2 separate regions of the Sus scrofa genome follow, and region 2 is linked to region 1. A link is a contact called in public Hi-C data. All regions are on one chromosome and are shown on one strand. The core of a region is the stretch at or near the end of the contact, and the rest is flanking DNA. Distances in the headings are between cores, read along the strand shown. Region 1 holds the start of SNRPD2 (small nuclear ribonucleoprotein D2 polypeptide). Region 2 holds the start of SIX5 (homeobox protein SIX5).

What was found. A called contact is a pair of places that touch in the nucleus more often than the background predicts.
Region 2: a Hi-C map of skeletal muscle shows a contact between it and region 1, with 4 times the contacts expected there. The contact joins the promoter of SIX5 here to the promoter of SNRPD2 in region 1. A contact is called at or near these places in 1 of 5 promoter capture datasets (liver), 9 of 47 Hi-C or Micro-C datasets (embryonic fibroblasts, epiblast stem cells, heart right ventricle and 3 more) and 1 of 2 datasets of contacts at active chromatin or transcription factors (skeletal muscle).

What each region holds. Positions count from the first base shown.
Region 1 is chr6:52,039,564-52,043,961 of Sscrofa11.1, reverse strand. SNRPD2 (small nuclear ribonucleoprotein D2 polypeptide) reads left to right here and starts at 1,488. Exons shown (of 3, transcript NM_001243653.2): 1 at 1,488-1,563; 2 at 2,960-3,139. The coding sequence starts at 1,562. It overlaps QPCTL (glutaminyl-peptide cyclotransferase like), which reads right to left and starts at 760. Exons shown (of 7, transcript NM_001243636.1): 1 at 521-760; 2 at 1-33. The coding sequence starts at 730.
Region 2 is chr6:52,097,578-52,101,346 of Sscrofa11.1, reverse strand. SIX5 (homeobox protein SIX5) reads left to right here and starts at 1,889. Exons shown (of 3, transcript XM_021094581.1): 1 at 1,889-2,777; 2 at 3,704-3,769. The coding sequence starts at 1,975. DMPK (myotonin-protein kinase) reads left to right here. Exons shown (of 14, transcript XR_002344695.1): 14 at 193-1,088. LOC110261013 (a long non-coding RNA gene) reads right to left here and starts at 2,777. Exons shown (of 2, transcript XR_002344697.1): 1 at 1,983-2,777; 2 at 1,000-1,680.

The sequences.
Region 1 (4,398 bases), core at 239-2,738:
CCCGGCTTCGGGGAGGCTTCCGAGCCCCGGACCCTTGGGAAAGAGGTGGGAAAGAGAAGAGCAGAGCGTGAAAAGCACCCTCATTTCAACTCTACCCCGGGGGCTGTCATCCCTAAAAAGCCCCGGCTCCTCTTCCTAATGGCAGATTCCAGCATCAGAGGTTTCTAGGATAAATCCTAGACTCGGGAAAGTCTACCCAAGCCCATCCGGTATAGCCCACCGCAATCCTGATGGGAGAAATCGAAGCCCAACGAGAGGAAGAGACTTCCAAACAGCTGACTTTAGGATTAGAACCCAGAACTCCCAGGCTTACTACTCCAGACCCTTCCTCTTACGGTGCAACCGCTATTATAGAAAAAGCCCGAAGCCTCATTGCATTGGAAAGGGGCATGCGCTCTAACGACGAAGATCGCGGCACCTGCGGCTAGGGCCCCACGATAACGATAAAGCCACGTCAACCTGAGACTTTGAGGAGGGGGAGGCGGGGAATAAGGGCTCCCCTGTCCCCGTCCGGCCTCACCCGCATCTCCCGGCCCAGAGGCAGCTCCTCAGTCTGGCGGTGCCAGCCGCTCCAAATGGTATAGAACACCGAGGCCACCGCCAGCGCCAGCAACAGCAGGGGCAACAGCTGCGCCCGCGGTAGCAGGCGGCGCTTGGGCGGTGAGGGTGGCTCCAAAAGGCCGCGTTCCCCAAGCCGTAGCCGGGGCCGCCCGCGGCCCCCTGAACGCATGGCAGCTTCGCCCTGAAACCGGTCGGGGACTGCGGATGGAGTTTAGGCCAGCCAAGTCCCACCCCATGGAATCACCGGACCAATAAGCAACAAGAGCGGCTGCACCAACCCACCCTTCAGCAAGCAGTAAAGCCAATGGGGACTTTCGTACTGAGGACACGCCTCCCTGTCTCCCTGAAGCTTAAGGGTTGGTTCCCCTGAGGGTTGCACAACCCAAAAGGGAGCGCGAAAGAGGTAGGCACCGCCTCAGCGGAAGAGGGGAAGCCAATGAGAAGCATTTGATCCTAGAAAACAGCCGACCTCCTGGGCGCGGGTCCACGCCCCTCCCGGATGTAAGCAAAGGATTGGTTATTCCAAGTCCAAAGGATTAACAAACACATAAACGGACGGTCCCCTAAGTAGAAGAGGAGGTATCCATCCCTGAAGCGAGGAGCCGATTGGCTTCGTGGATGCCGCGCCCCCGAAGGCAGGGCCGGCGGGCATTTGGAAATGGCTTGTCCTTTCCCTCCTTCAACCTGTGCGGTTCTACAACGAAATGGTTTGAATAAGTCCTGCTTTCTCTTCCTCTCCATCGTCAATATCTGCCCGGTACAGTCCTGAATGGCCTCAAAGTAGTACGTAAGAGTTTTACCCTACAGCCGCCTGTGGCGAGCAGAGATCGCTATGGCAACAGGCCACGCCCCACCCACTAGCTGTGTTTGCGCAAGCGCCCACGGAAGTGGGCCTCAGGAAGCGGAAGTCCCGCCCTTCTCGCTCCTTTCAGAGGGCGAAGAAGCAACGCGGAGACGGTGGTGACTGGAGTGCGCGGTCGCGACAACTACTGCCACCGCCATGTGAGGCCGGGCTAGGCTTAGGTGGCAGGAGTGGGTTGAGGGTGTAAATCTGGCCACTTGCCGGTGGAAGGGGGTGGGCAGAGCCTGGGGCGGAAGCAAACATTTTCGGGGTAAAGTGGCGTACGTTACCGATGAGTTTGAGAACAGATGTGGGGCCTTTTTCGGATCCTGACTTTAGGAGCAGGAGCAGCTTTATCAGATAACGGGCTGGGCTTTCCCAAATAATTAGTCTTACTGAAGCGAATGTTAAGGGGAAGCGATGTACGAAAATGGAACCTGGGAGAGGGGAGTACGGACATGTGGGGAAGAACGATTTGAAGTGAGGATCTTATCAGGGTAATTTGAGCTGGAGACGGTTAGCCTTTTGACCTTATTCGTCGTTATCATGGGTCTCGAGTTATCGGAAGGATTTTACTTACGTATTCATGCAACAATTATTTATTGAGTGTTCATATGTCAGGCTTCTTTAGACACAGAATATGTTAGTGAATTACCCCACTCCCCCAAGGGAAAAAATTCCATTTTGCATTTTATGGGTTGGGTTGAGCCAGGCAATAAATGTAAAGGTAAAATATATGGTGTGTTAGGTGACCGGGGCTATGAATGAAGAAACAGTAGAGCAGGGTAAAACAATGTGGAATGCCAGTTTTGAGAGACAGGACACATGAAGAAGGGAGCAACTGGAGCAGAAAGCTGGAGAAAGTGAGCGCACAAAGATATTTAGGGACGTATCCAGGTAAAGGGGGAAAAGCAAATGCAGAAGCCTAAGAAGAAAGTTGCTGAAAATCTTCCAAGACACCCCTCTGGATGGAACGGAGTGAGAGAAGGCAGCGGATAAAGGGTTTTTACTTTCTACATTGAGATAGGAGCCTCAAGAGAGTTTCGCAGAGTGAGATGATATGACTTGGACCTTGGCACCAACCAGAGACTGCTCTGTGAAGAGCAAACTTGGAGAGCATGGGTGGAGGTAGGGAGACCATTACGGCTCTAGGAGAGAGTCGATGGAGGTTAAGCCATGGTGAGAAGTGGTCAGATTCCGATATATTTGAGAGGCAGGGATGATGGGATTTGCCAGCAGATTGAATGTAGGATGTGAGAGTAAGAAGAGTCAAGTTGACGTTAGAGGTTTTGCTCAAAGACATAGCAAGATGGAGTTGCCATGGATGGAGACGAAGGCAGCTGTAGGTAGATTAAGTTTGGGGGTACCGCGGGGCCTGGTGTTCAGCCTAGGACGTGCAAGCTTGGAACTGTCTATTAGGCAGCTGTGTGGTGATGCTAAGAGAGAGGACTGAGCCGGAGGGTGGGTGTGTTGGGGAGACAGTGAGCGAGAGGGCATGACCACCCAGGCTCTGGCTCCAGGCCCTGTCACCTATGAGTTCCATACTTGCCCACTCAGGAGCCTCCTCAACAAGCCCAAGAGTGAGATGACGCCAGAGGAGCTGCAGAAGCGGGAGGAGGAGGAGTTTAACACGGGGCCGCTGTCCGTGCTCACACAGTCGGTCAAGAACAACACCCAAGTGCTCATCAACTGCCGCAACAACAAGAAGCTCCTGGGCCGCGTGAAGGCCTTTGACAGGTGAGCACCTGGGTCTGGGGAGGTGGTCTGTCCTGGCCTGGAGAAGCAGTCCCAGCTCTAGTCTGAGGAGCCTGGATTCTAGGTTTCTTAGAAGCCTGGGGCATAAGCGTCTGAAGGTGGGGTTCCTGTCATGTCTCAGTGGTTAACGAACCCAACCAGTATCCATGAGGACACAGGTTCGATCCTTGGCCTTCCTCAGTGGGTTAAGGATCCGGCATTGCAGTGAGCTGTGGTGTAGGTCGCAGGTGTGGCTCAGATCCCATGTCTGTGGTTGTGGTGTAGGCCGGCAGCGGTAGCTCCGATTTGAACCCTAGCCTGGGAACCTCCATATGCTTCCGGTGTGGGCTTAAAAAAAAGAGTGCCTGTTGTGACGGTCTCTGTTGTTCCTCCAGCTGTAAAGTTCAGCCATGGACTTGGGGGCCAGTCCTGGAATGATGTCCTGGCTCTGCCTCTTAGCAGCCGTGTGACATTCAGCAAGGGACCATATATCTCTTCCCTACAATGGCCGTAATCTTGATGGTTGCAAAGATTCAGTCACTTAATATATGTGAAGCACAGTCAGTCCTTAGGAGTAGCGCCCCCGGCACACGGTCTTCCTCATCAGTTTTCTCAGTTCGTGCACAGTGGCCTCTGCCCTTGTGGGGTACTGTCTTAGGCTCCAGAGATGCCATGGTGACTGAATCATACATGCCTCCTGTACTCAGGGGAGTCTACAGCAAACACATAATGTGTCAGGAAGACAAGTGATGGCAAAGTCTGTGCAGAAGAGTAGAGCCAGCTGAGAGTTTGGAGTGTGGAGAGGGAGTGCTGCTGTCCTCGGTGGGTCATGCAGGAGGCCTTCTAGGTGGACAGATGGGGATAAAACGAAGGTGCAACCTAGGGTCTGCATGTTTCAGCCATGGGGAGCAGCAAGTGATTTTTCCTCTCTGGGCCTCAGTTTCCTTATCTGCAAAATACTATGCATAGAATAATACCCCTCAGAACAGTCGTAAGGGTCAAATGATTTTCTGTAGGAAGAGCACTTAACTCAGTACCTAACATGTGGCAAAGGCTCAGTAAACATATGATCGGCAGGAGTTCCCTTTGTGGCTCAGCGGTAAATGATCCCTACTAGCATTCATGAGGGCGCAGGTTCGATCCCTGGCCTTGCTCAGTGGGTTAAAGGATCCGGCATTGCCATGAGCTGTGATGTAGGTCACAGAAGTGGCTTGGATCTGGGGTTGCTGCGGCTGTGGTGTAGGCCAGTGGTTACAGCTCCG
Region 2 (3,769 bases), core at 640-3,139, 57 kb before region 1:
CTTTACCAAGCAGCCAATGATGAGTTCGGACAAGACTTAGGCTTGCGAGCCGACCAACCACAGCTGCCCGCACTGGGAGGAAGGGCAGGGGGCAGGGAGGGTTTCGGCCCCTCTTACGAGCATGGGCGGGGCAAGTCCCAGGAGCCAATCAGAGTCCCGTATCGCGGTGCTGATCCCGCCCTCTCCCCGCAGGTCCCTAGGCCTGGCCTACGGGAGGCGCGTTCCTTGCTCCTGTTCGCCGCTGCTCTGGCTGGTGCCGCCGCCCTGGGCTGCACTGGGTTGGTGGCCTGCGCCGGCCATCTCGCCGCAGTCTGACCCCGCCCGGGAGCCACCTTCGCCGCCTGAACCGTAGAACCCGAGCCCGTCCTCCGCTCGGGCTCTGCTGGAGAGTTGGGTGACCCGGGTACCGCCCAGAAGCCACTCCCACCGCCTCCGGTTCACAGCACTCCGAGCGTGGGTCTCCGCCCCAGCTCTAGCCCTGTGATCCGGGCCCGCCCCCTGGCGGCCGGGGAGGGAGGAGTGGGGGCCGCGGCTCAAGCGAGACTTGTAGCCTGGAAAGCTGCTGCTGCTGAGGGGATCGCGGACCTCTCTCTTCCTCCGGCCTGGCTGAGGCCCCCCGACGGGGGTGGGCAAACTGCGACCTAGAGAAGGCAGCAGGGCCAGGGTTCAAGCAACTATTTTTCACCTTCCAGGCACCCCCACCCACATCGGCTCGCAAACCACAAATCCTCTGTGTGCATGAGGCCCTGCCCTCCCAGGAAAGCTCTCTACGCGGCGAACGTCTAGCGCGAGCTCCGCCTGCTCTCTGGAGAACCTTTTGCTTTTGACAGCCCCGCTTTTTCGGGGACTTTCGTGCCTTCCTCCTCACGTGCGTTGCTCTCGGAGCCACAGCCGGCTCCGCCCGCCTCAGCAGTGTGGGTATTTATTGACCTGTCCTCCAACCCGCTGACAGGCTCCAGGATCCCGGCACCCTAATCCACGTTTTGGATGCACTGAGACCCCGACATTCCTCGGTATTTATTGTCTTTCCCCACCTAGGACCCCACCCCCGATCCTCGCAAATAAAAGGCCCTTTCGTCTGCCCAGAATGCTCGAACTTCGTGCCGGCTCTGTTTGCAAGGAGGGCAGGAGGCTACTCAGTGGGCCAATCCGGCCAGGCGAGTGGAGGCGGCCAATGGCCTGGCAGGAAGCTAGCGGGAGACGAAGCGGACGAATCAGGGGTGGGGGTAGGGATGAGGGTGTGGCTTCGACCTCCGGCCAATAGAAGAAGACGAGCGGGCCACTCGACGGCACCGCCCCTTGTCCAGCTGTGGCCCAGCTGTGCCACTAGACCGCCGCGAAGAAGGGGGCTGGGCGGGCGGCGCGTGCGGCCATCCTCCTGCCACTGCGCCTGCGCGGGCCACGCGCATCCGTTCCAGGGACCTAAGCTCAAGAAAAGTTGCTGCAAACTTTCTAGCCCGTTTTCCCCGCCCCTTCTCCCAGCCAGACCCGCCCCCCTGCGGAGCCGGGAATTCCGAGGGGCGGAGCGTTGGCCGAGATGGGGAGTAAGGGGGGCCTTCTGAGGACCCTGGAGACGGAGGCATGCAGAAGCTCAGTCTCAGGGCGGAGGTGGCTTCGCGCCCTTAGCCCTCCCGGACGGCCCGTTACCTTCTCCGTTGTCCCGATGGGGAAACTGAGGCCCTGAGCCAGAGGCACACGCGGGGGGAGGCAAATAGCGCGGCGGGAGGCGGAGGGAAAACAAAGGGAGAATCACGGACAGTCGGGAAGGGGGACGGGCACACACACAGTCACAGGGACAGAGACCCTAGTAGGAGCTGGACCTGGCATCGGTGGCGGGGGGGAGACGCGAGGTCGGCGGGAGAAGATCGGGAAGCGCGAAGGGGGGTGCGGGGAGAGGGGACGGACGGGGGAGGGGGCTGGGGAAAGCCCGAGGGAGGAGGAGAAGGAGGGAGGAACTTCCCAAAGTTGCAAAACATGGCTACCTTGCCTTCGGAGCCGAGCGCGGGGCCGGCGGCTGGGGGGGAGGCGGTGGCGGCGGCGGCGGCGGCCGAAGAGGAGGAGGAGGAAGCGCGCCAGCTCCTGCAGACTTTGCAGGCGGCCGAGGGTGAGGCGGCGGCGGCGGCCGGGGCCGGGGCGGGCGAAGCGACGGTGAAAGCGGAGGACCCTGGATCCCCGGGCGTCCCCGGGTCTCCCCGCGAGGCCGCTGCCGAGCCGCCCACAGGCCTCCGCTTCTCGCCGGAGCAGGTGGCGTGCGTGTGCGAGGCGCTGCTACAGGCGGGCCACGCCGGCCGCTTGAGCCGCTTCCTGGGCGCACTGCCCCCGGCGGAGCGCCTACGTGGCAGCGATCCGGTGCTGCGCGCTCGGGCCCTTGTGGCCTTCCAGCGGGGCGAGTACGCTGAGCTCTACCGGCTGCTCGAGAGCCGCCCCTTCCCCGCCGCCCACCACGCCTTCCTGCAGGACCTCTACCTGCGCGCGCGCTACCACGAGGCCGAGCGGGCCCGCGGCCGCGCGCTGGGCGCGGTGGACAAGTACCGTCTGCGCAAGAAATTCCCGCTGCCCAAGACCATCTGGGACGGCGAGGAGACCGTCTACTGCTTCAAGGAGCGCTCCCGCGCCGCGCTCAAGGCCTGCTACCGCGGCAACCGCTACCCCACGCCGGACGAGAAGCGCCGCCTGGCCACGCTCACCGGCCTCTCGCTCACGCAGGTCAGCAACTGGTTCAAGAACCGACGCCAGCGCGACCGGACCGGGGGCGGCGGCGGCGCGCCGGGCAAGAGGTGAGGGGACCCGGTCCGCGCCAGTCCTCCTTTCCTGGGGACGTGGCATCCACCAGTCCCCTTCCCCTTTGCCCGCTGTCTGAACTCCTCAGACACTCCCCGCACACACCCTCAGGCGCCCGCCCAGCGCGGGGAATCTGTGCAGATGCAACGGGCACGCGCCCCGGCCCTCGCTCCGACACCGGTGCTCCTGCTGCGGAGGCTGGGAGACCACCTCCCTCTGCTCCGCTCTAGGCTCCGTCCCAGATCCCATCTGTGTCCGCGGCTAGACTCGGGGGAGGCAGCGAGAAAACCCGCGGCTGCTGGAAAGGAGGAGGGGCCTTTGCCGACCCTACCGGGCACAGGGGCCTGTTCGGGTCCCTAAGCTGCCAGGCGCTCCCTAACCATTGCTCGGCCTCACCTCCCGCCCCCCACCCGCCTCAGGGCCCAAACGGCGTGGTCGGTCGTCTGTCTTTGTTGTGAAACGTGAACCTTCCCCAGCTCCGGTTTCCCTGTAACCCTAGCTCTTCCCCTCCCACCCTGCGCGCCGGCCGCTCACTCCTCCAGCGCCCCGGGGGGAGGGCACCAGGAGCTGGGCCGGCCACTACCTCCTTGCTCTCGCCGAAGCCACTTGGCTGCTTTCAGGCCACCCCGGGGAATTTCAGGCAGCCTGGGTGCTCAGTCTCCGGGGCCCTGCCAGGGGGAGGAGGGCCAGCCTGAGCCCTAGGCAGTGGTTTCAATGCCAGGCTGGCAGAGGCTCCGTCCCAGGGGTCCCTGGGTGGCCTCAGAGAGGAGGTTTCATGACCCCCTGAAGTGGTCCACAAAACTGGGGCTGGGGAAAGGTGCGGGGGCCGTGGTGGGCGTGTGCTCCCGCAGAGCAGTTTGCCGGCAGGCCAGCGGGGAACAGTGCGCTGGGCCACACAGCTCACAATCCTTTCTCCCACCAGCGAGTCAGATGGGAACCCCGCTACTGAGGACGAGTCCAGCCGGAGTCCCGAGGACCTGGAGAGGGG